Linked DNA regions of Capra hircus: region 1 is linked to region 2. A link is a contact called in public Hi-C data. All regions are on one chromosome and are shown on one strand. Each heading gives the region's core, a stretch centred on a gene start, on an enhancer-like site or on the middle of the called end of the contact. The rest is flanking DNA. Distances are from core to core; before and after follow the strand shown.

Region 1 (3,828 bases), core at 473-2,972, 160 kb before region 2:
ACCGCCCTTCCTTGACATTCCTCAGCTCTGAAGTCCCCACCCCCTTTCAACACCCGGAGTTCTTTCTGCAGATGGAATGAACTGAATCATATTTTCCATGTTACTAACAGGGCCCAAGAATGCTGATGACTCAGAAGACCAAGAGCGCCCCGCTAGGGCCGCGCGAAGCGGCTCTCCAAACAGCCACCAGGGGGCGCCGTTCCTCCACGGAGTCGGGCGCTGGCCGCTCTCCAAGCCGCTGAATAAAGCGAGCAGCCAGGAGGCTTTTGCCTGTTGTAGCCTTGGGCGTGCCACGCGGATGTCTAGGCGAGCTCTGGCAGCTGGTGGGAGAGCTTGCTCTGCTGCCTGAAAAGAAGTTGATGGCACAGGCCCTCTCTTGCCTTTAATTATAGACAAGCGTTCAGACCCAGACTTAGGCAGTTTTCTGGCTGTATGACCCTAACCATGCCACTTCACGTTTGGGAACCTGGGTTGCCTCCTCCCTAAAGTACTGATAACCATGGAATCCCATGGCTGCGAGGATACAGGGTGATACACTTTACAGGTGTCAAGGATTGAATCTGAAACGGGAGATGGTGACCTGATCAGAGCTTATTACCATGGCAATTGACCCAGCAATGATTCTCAAAGCCTGTTCCAGGGACCAGCGGCACCTGGGAAGTTGCAGCCCCCACCCAGACCTTTTGATGAAATTATGGGGTGGGCCTTTGAGTGTTCAATAAAGCTTCTCGGTGATTCTGATGGTGCTCAAATTGGTTCAGAGACGTAAAGAGATTTCCCCTAAACCGCATTTGTTTGAAAAATGGAGCTGAAATTTAATTTCAGCTATATATATATATATTGCCTTACTGACTGCAAAGCTTGTGGTGTGTACGTGTGTATGCATCTATGCATCGCATGAGATGCTGAAATTCACAACAACCCCTTGGAGTTCCCTTCCAGGATAGTTTAAAGCTTTTTATTCTCAAAGCTGACTGTACATTAGAATCAGCTGGAGTGTTTTTTTTCCTTTTTTTTTTTTTGGCTGCCCACTGTGGCATGTGGGATCCTAGTAGTCAACTAGAGATCACCCAGTGCCCCCTGCCTTTGAAGCACAGAATCCTGACCACCAGGGAAGTCCCTGGAGATCTTTAAAAACTGTCTCAATGTCTGGTCCTCTCCCAGACCAATTAATCCAGAATTTCCTGAAGCATCTGTGCTTTTACAAACTCCTCAGGTAATAATGACACCCAGTGAGGATTGAAACCCCCAGCCAAGAAGCACCTGACTTGCTATTTATTAATAAAGCCTCCATAGGATAGGAAAGTGCTGGAGTCAGGAGGAGACCAGGGGTCAGAGCCTGGTTCCTTCATCTGTAGAATCAGAATTGAGATGCCGGCTTCTCCTGGGTTGTGTGAGGAAGAAACTAGAGAAACTCCAGAAAGCTCCTGGTCTGGGTCTTGGCTGGGGGAAGAACTGATAAAAGGCAGCAAATAGTTAAGTGTTGGAGGCATGCAAAGCACTCTACACACCCCCTTAAAGCCTCCGTCTCGCCTAATCCTCACCAAGACCCCCATTTCACAGCTGAAGACCCGATCTCTGGGTCTGGCCACCTCCGGGTCTGTCACAGAGCCAGGACTCCCCAGCTCTGGACTGAAAAGCAGGCTGGGACTGGGGTGGGGCAAGGAGGCATCCAGAAGGCAGCATTTAAGGAGGCGCTGACACTCAGGGTCATGCGAGCCTTGAACGGGTGCCTGAGAGCAAGTGCCTCCTTAAATGTGGGGCCCTGGGCCTCGCCGGACTCCCTGGGGTCCCAGCCCGGCTCCAGAGGCTGCCTTCTGAAGTCGCTAGGGTGGATCTCACTCAGAATGAAGGACAGGGGAGGAGGAGGGGTGGCCCGGCCAGGCCAGGCAAAGGGAGCCTTGTTAAATAAAAAGCCTATGTTTTGTTACCATAACAGAATTTTCCTCCCCTTAAGCAGAAAACAAATTAATATATAAAAGGCAGAAGGCACATCAGGAAGGTACTTTAATAATTAATAAGTGATGCATGGTGGGCTCCACAGTATCGCACTGTTAGAAATTTAAATTTGGGGCCCGTAAGGCAGACTTTTCAAAGTCTACATTATACTGTCCTTAGAATGAATGAACACAGGAGCAAATAAAGGAACAGTTTGCTATGTACCTAGCAGTGAGCTTCAGGGGACACGGAGAGCAAAGGGATTCCACAGCTGATGTCTGTACTCAAGTAACCAAGAGCCTCTGGTGGGGCTAGGGTGGGGCATCCACCCCATCATAAAAGCGCGGTAATTCAGACTCACGTGCAGGTTGTGTAGCTGGAGAGACAAGGTAGAGGATCCTCACTCTAAAGCTGTTTACTTTTTAAAGATTGATTTATTTATCGGCTGTGCTGGGTCTTCCTTGCTGAGGTCAAACCAGTCACCATTGGCCAATGACTTAGTCAGTCATGTCTGTGTGATCAAGACTCCATAAAACCCCCAGAGGACAACTCTGCAGTCCTTTCTCAGACAGCTTCCATGTAGGGAACCAGAAGGCTTTCAACGTGCCATCATGCCAGGCCCCGCACCCCACAAGGACAGGGGCTCCTGTCTCTCTCCATGTGGCTGATGAGGCATCGGTGCTCAATGGTGTCTGACTCTGCGACTTCATGGACGGTAGCCAGCCAGACTCTTCTGTCCATGGGATTCTCCGGGCAAGAATACTGGAGTGGGGTGCCATGCCCTCCTCCAGGAGATGTCTCTTATGTGTCCTGCATTAGCAGGCGGGTTTGGGTTCTTATCACTAGCGCAAAAAAAAAAAGAAAAAGAAAAAGAAAGGTAGGTATATGTCAGAGGTGACAGCCTGGTACAGGGAGGCTGGATTCTACAATGAATGGATTCTTTCCAGTGTGGTAAGCACTACAGAGGAACGGAACAGGAGTCAAGGGAGGCTCAAACTGGAAAAGGGGGACTAGCTTAGCGGGAGGTGGCCACAGCGGGCCTTTGGGGGAAAATTCTGTGGAAGTGGAGAAGCAAGTAAGTCCGTGCTGATCAGGCTCAGAGGAAGGCAAAGCAGGGCCTCGTGCAGAGGAAAGTGCCAGAAGGCCATGGGGAAGGAAGCAGCAGGAGCTCAGTTTTAGGAACTAAACGTAGTAAGTAAACATTTACGTAGCCACACTGAGACGCAAGGAAAGAGTGCGAGAGGACAGCGCAGCTCGCAGCAGCGGCCTGAGGTTCATGAGCCTGAGTCGGCCATGGCGTGGCCGTGTGAATTTTGGGCTGTTCCGTGTTCCTTTTTTTCATTAGTTATATATTTATTTTTGTAATAATTGAAATTTTTGTATGATTTTTATTTTTTCTCTTTTTTTCCTATTTATTTTACTTTACAATATTGTATTGGTTTTGCCATACATTGACTTGAATCCGCCACGGGTGTACATGTGTTCCCCATCCTGAACCCCCTGCCCACCTCCCTCCCCCATGTTTTTTAAAAGTGGACTAAGTTGTGGGGTGTTTTAAAAGTGTTCTCCAGAAAAATCTAGATTTCAGATTTTTAAAAAAAAATCTGGCCCTACTGGGCTCACGTTTCTGAGTAGTAGCTAACAGCTGGAGCTGAAGAGCGCCGGAGGTGGAGTTTTAACTTCTGAGGTTGAAACTGAGCTCCTTGTTGGCCTTAAAATGTTATGTGTTGTGTTCACTCGCTCAGTCATGTCCAACTCTTTGGGACCCTGGCCCACCAGGCTCCTCTGTCCGTGGAATTTTCCAGGCAAGGGTACTGGAGTGGGTTGCCATTTCCTACTCCAAGGCATCTTCCCGATCAAACCTGTGTCTCCTGGGGCCCCTGTATTGGC
Region 2 (3,466 bases), core at 56-2,555:
ATTTAGGCGTCAGAGATACTGGGTTGGAGTCTGGGTTCTGCTACCTTCCAGTGGGTGGGGTCACAGGCAAGCCACGACACTCTCTGGGCCTCAATTTCCCCTTCTGTAAAATGGCACTCCTGAGAATAGCATGGTCTGCTGAGCCTTTTACTGAACCAGTATTTTCTAAACGGTGGGTCATGGAGTCGATTTAGTGGATTGCAACCTGCATCTTTTAAATAGAGACCAGGACAGGATGGAAAATAACAGGATGTATCATAGTATTATAGGTCATCATTGCGTTGTGGAACATATTTTAGTTGTATACACATAATATGCACACACATATATATGTTAGACTGGGTCTTGTTATAGATAATATGCATTTCTCATGTGCAGTGACCGAAAAGGAGGCTTTCAAATAAAAAATGTTGTTCATGTCTGAATGCATTCAATACTGGCAACATTTCTGTGAGGTGGGTTTTCTCATCAACCCCATTTTACAGGTGAGAAAGCTGAGGTTCAGAGAGTGAAGTTTCCACAAACAGGAAAAGGAAGAGCTGGGATGTGACCCCAGGCCACATCTTAACCACGGGCAATCTGTCCTCTCCAGACAGCACCTGTGTGGCTGCGATGAAAGGGGCTAGTGCAAGTCCAGGGCTTGGCCGGGTGTCTGGGACAGAGCAGGTGCTTAGTAAATGTACGAGCCAGGCTCCTCATTCAGCCACACCAGGTGGCCTGCAGGAATCCAAGGGCTACAAGAGACAGGCGGGCTGGGCTTCTGCGGTCCCGGTACCCTTGCGGTGGGGACAGAGCTACAGGGGCAAAGAGACACCCTCTCCCCTGCAGCCTGAGCTCCCCAAATAACTCATTTTTGGCCAAATACTTGATGGCTGAATTTTAAAATCCGTATTTGGCTGGAGCTGGCTTATCCATCATCCTTGAATGAACTTCTGCATATTTTGCTATATTGAATTTATGGATTAAAAAAAAAAACCATTTTGTTAAACAATTTAAACTATCATGACTATGGTATTATTAAGCGTTAGGGCAGTTAACTTTTAAAGCCGGGCTGAGTGTAGGAAGAAGCGCTTCCAGGCCAGTGGTTGCTGATGGCTCGAGGCCACCCTGCTGTTCTCTGCTTGAATCCCCGTTGCGACCACAGCAGGTCAATTAATCCTTAACTCTTGGGCCTGAACATATCCTTGAAGGTGCTGCAGTTTCAGGGAAGCACTCCCCGAAGCAAGGGCGCAGCCTAAGAAAATGCTTCTGGAATCCTTGCAGTGCTATTTCTAGGCCTAACTTGGGGTGGCACCTGCGGGCAGTTGGGGCCAAAGGCGGGCTCACACTGCCCTCTGGTGGTCACTGGCGAGCACAGCGTCGCGGGTGCTGAGCCGGCAGCATCGTCGGGGCTGCGGGCGCTGGGGGAGAACCGCGCAGTGCGCTGAACTCAGATTTTCCTCTACCCAGAATCTGTCTATGGATACGGACAACATCCTAGAAGTTTCCCACATCCTTGTGAGGAAAGAAACCAGGCTGCATTCTGTATGGGTCCATTTATAGGAGCCTGGAGATCTGGGGCGACAGAAATCAGAAGAGAGGTGGAAGGCCGGGAGAGGCTGGGAAGGACCATGAGGGGCCGTCGTCCCTCCTCATCTGCGTCGGGGAGCATGGTTTCCAGCCGAAAGGATGGAGGCAGGGTGTCTGGGCAAAAACAGCTGGTCATGGGCTTTCTCGTGACCTTGAGGGTATTTCCTCCCTTTGTAACCTACACCCGGTTTACGGCACCAAGCTCAAGTGCGCATCGTGACATATTATTACACAGGGTTATACTTGGGTACCCATCCCCAGATCAGGATGATTTTTTAAAACAGAAGTCAGATCATGTCCCTCTTCTGCTTTAAACTTTCTGGTGTCTTCTCTCACTGGATTTGGAGTAAGGTCCAAACTCCAACGAGATAAAAAGTCCGACAGCCAGTATGTATCAGTCCACTGCTGATCGATATTCGGTTGGTTTTCATTCTTTGCTATTATAGACAGTATTGTCGAAAATAACTCTATACAGAATATGCCCACTTACGTAAAAATATCTGTAGAGTCTCAGAAGTGGAATTACTGAGACAAACTTACAAATTGGATAAATGTGGCCAACTTTCCCTCCTTAGGAGCTGTACCAATTTCAGCTTCCACAAGCAATGCACAAAGCCCCACAGCTCCACCAGCGCTGAGTCATAAAAACTTTCAAATTTTTGTCACTCTGATGTGAAAAATGGTGTCTCAATATATCTGCATTTCTCTTATTATGAGTGAACTTGAACATCTTTGTATACGTTTAAGAACCAGTTGTACTTTAAAAAAATACAAAAATATCTGTTCACGGCCTCTGATCATTTTTTATTTGGGTTGTTGGCCAAATATAGAAATAATAATTTATTTCTAGGAGCTTTTTGTGTATTAAGGGGGCATTAACGCTTGCTGTTGTCTGCGATTTGAATTTCAACTTGACTTTCGTCTCATGTTTTTATTTTTACAATTGATTTGTGGCTGCGCTGGGTCTTCGTTGCTGCGAGGCCCTTTCTCTCGCTGGGGAGCGCGGGGGCTACTCTTGAGCTGTGGTGCACAGGCGTCTCATAGCAGTGGCTTTTCTTGTTGTGGAGAACAGGCTGTAGGGCAAGTGGGCTTCAGTGTCTGGGGCTCCCGGGCTCAAGGCTCAGGAAGCTGTAGTGCACGGGTCTCGTTGCCCCTGGGCATGTAGAAACTTCCCAGACCAGGGATCGAACCAGCATTTCCTACATTGGCAGGTGGATTCTTTACCACTGAGCCCCCAGGGAAGCCTTACTTACATTTTTCAGTAAGTTTTTTAAGGTGGTCAAATTTCTCAAAATTTTTTTTTTTGCAAGCACAATGTCTTATTCAAATATGTCTCATTCAAATATATGTCTGTTGCGCCTGGGACACTGCCAATGCATTGTAGATACTCGATTAATATCTGATGGAGGAAATGTCCACTCACTTGAATGATTGATTTTCTGAGTAGACATCTGAGCCCATGTGATCTACTACTACTACTATTTATTATGTGCTATGTATGTTGAGATGCTCTTGGCTGCAAATAACTAAGGAAGAACGAACTCAAAATATTTCAACCATCAGGACATTTTAATCTCACATAATAAATTTAACCTATCTTTCCTAAGCAGTTATCCTTCTAAGAATTAACCAGTGCTCAATCAATAGAAATCTTTGTTGAATCACTCCTGCCACATCTTTTACCGCAAGTGTGTGAATTATTGTCTATAAATGAAGCCAAGTTAGAGGAACCAGAGTCCAGGGATAGAGACAAAGAGACTGAATTTAAAAGAAACTAGAGACGCTTGCTGAATTCTGCATTTGGGGTGTTGGTGGTGATGGGGTCTGAGATCACACATTTCTGAACCTTTCAGTCAAGTAGGCCAAAGACATCTCTTTTTTAAAAGCCACTTTGATG

Evidence for each region. Hi-C and Micro-C count contacts between places; a contact is called where the count stands out from the background.
Region 1: a contact with region 2 is called in a Hi-C map of blood, with 6 times the contacts expected there. The contact joins two enhancer-like sites. A contact is called at or near these places in 2 of 5 Hi-C or Micro-C datasets (both in blood).

Annotation. Positions count from the first base shown.
Region 1 is chr13:75,451,000-75,454,827 of ARS1.2, reverse strand. No RefSeq gene overlaps it. Among named protein-coding and RNA genes, the nearest start is that of ZMYND8, 32 kb to the right of the region's middle. Within about 2 kb of position 1,722, at least 4 of the 5 cell types and tissues checked have an H3K27ac peak or open chromatin away from gene starts, as enhancers often do.
Region 2 is chr13:75,286,555-75,290,020 of ARS1.2, reverse strand. No RefSeq gene overlaps it. Among named protein-coding and RNA genes, the nearest start is that of TRNAG-UCC, 37 kb to the right of the region's middle. Within about 2 kb of position 1,305, at least 2 of the 5 cell types and tissues checked have an H3K27ac peak or open chromatin away from gene starts, as enhancers often do.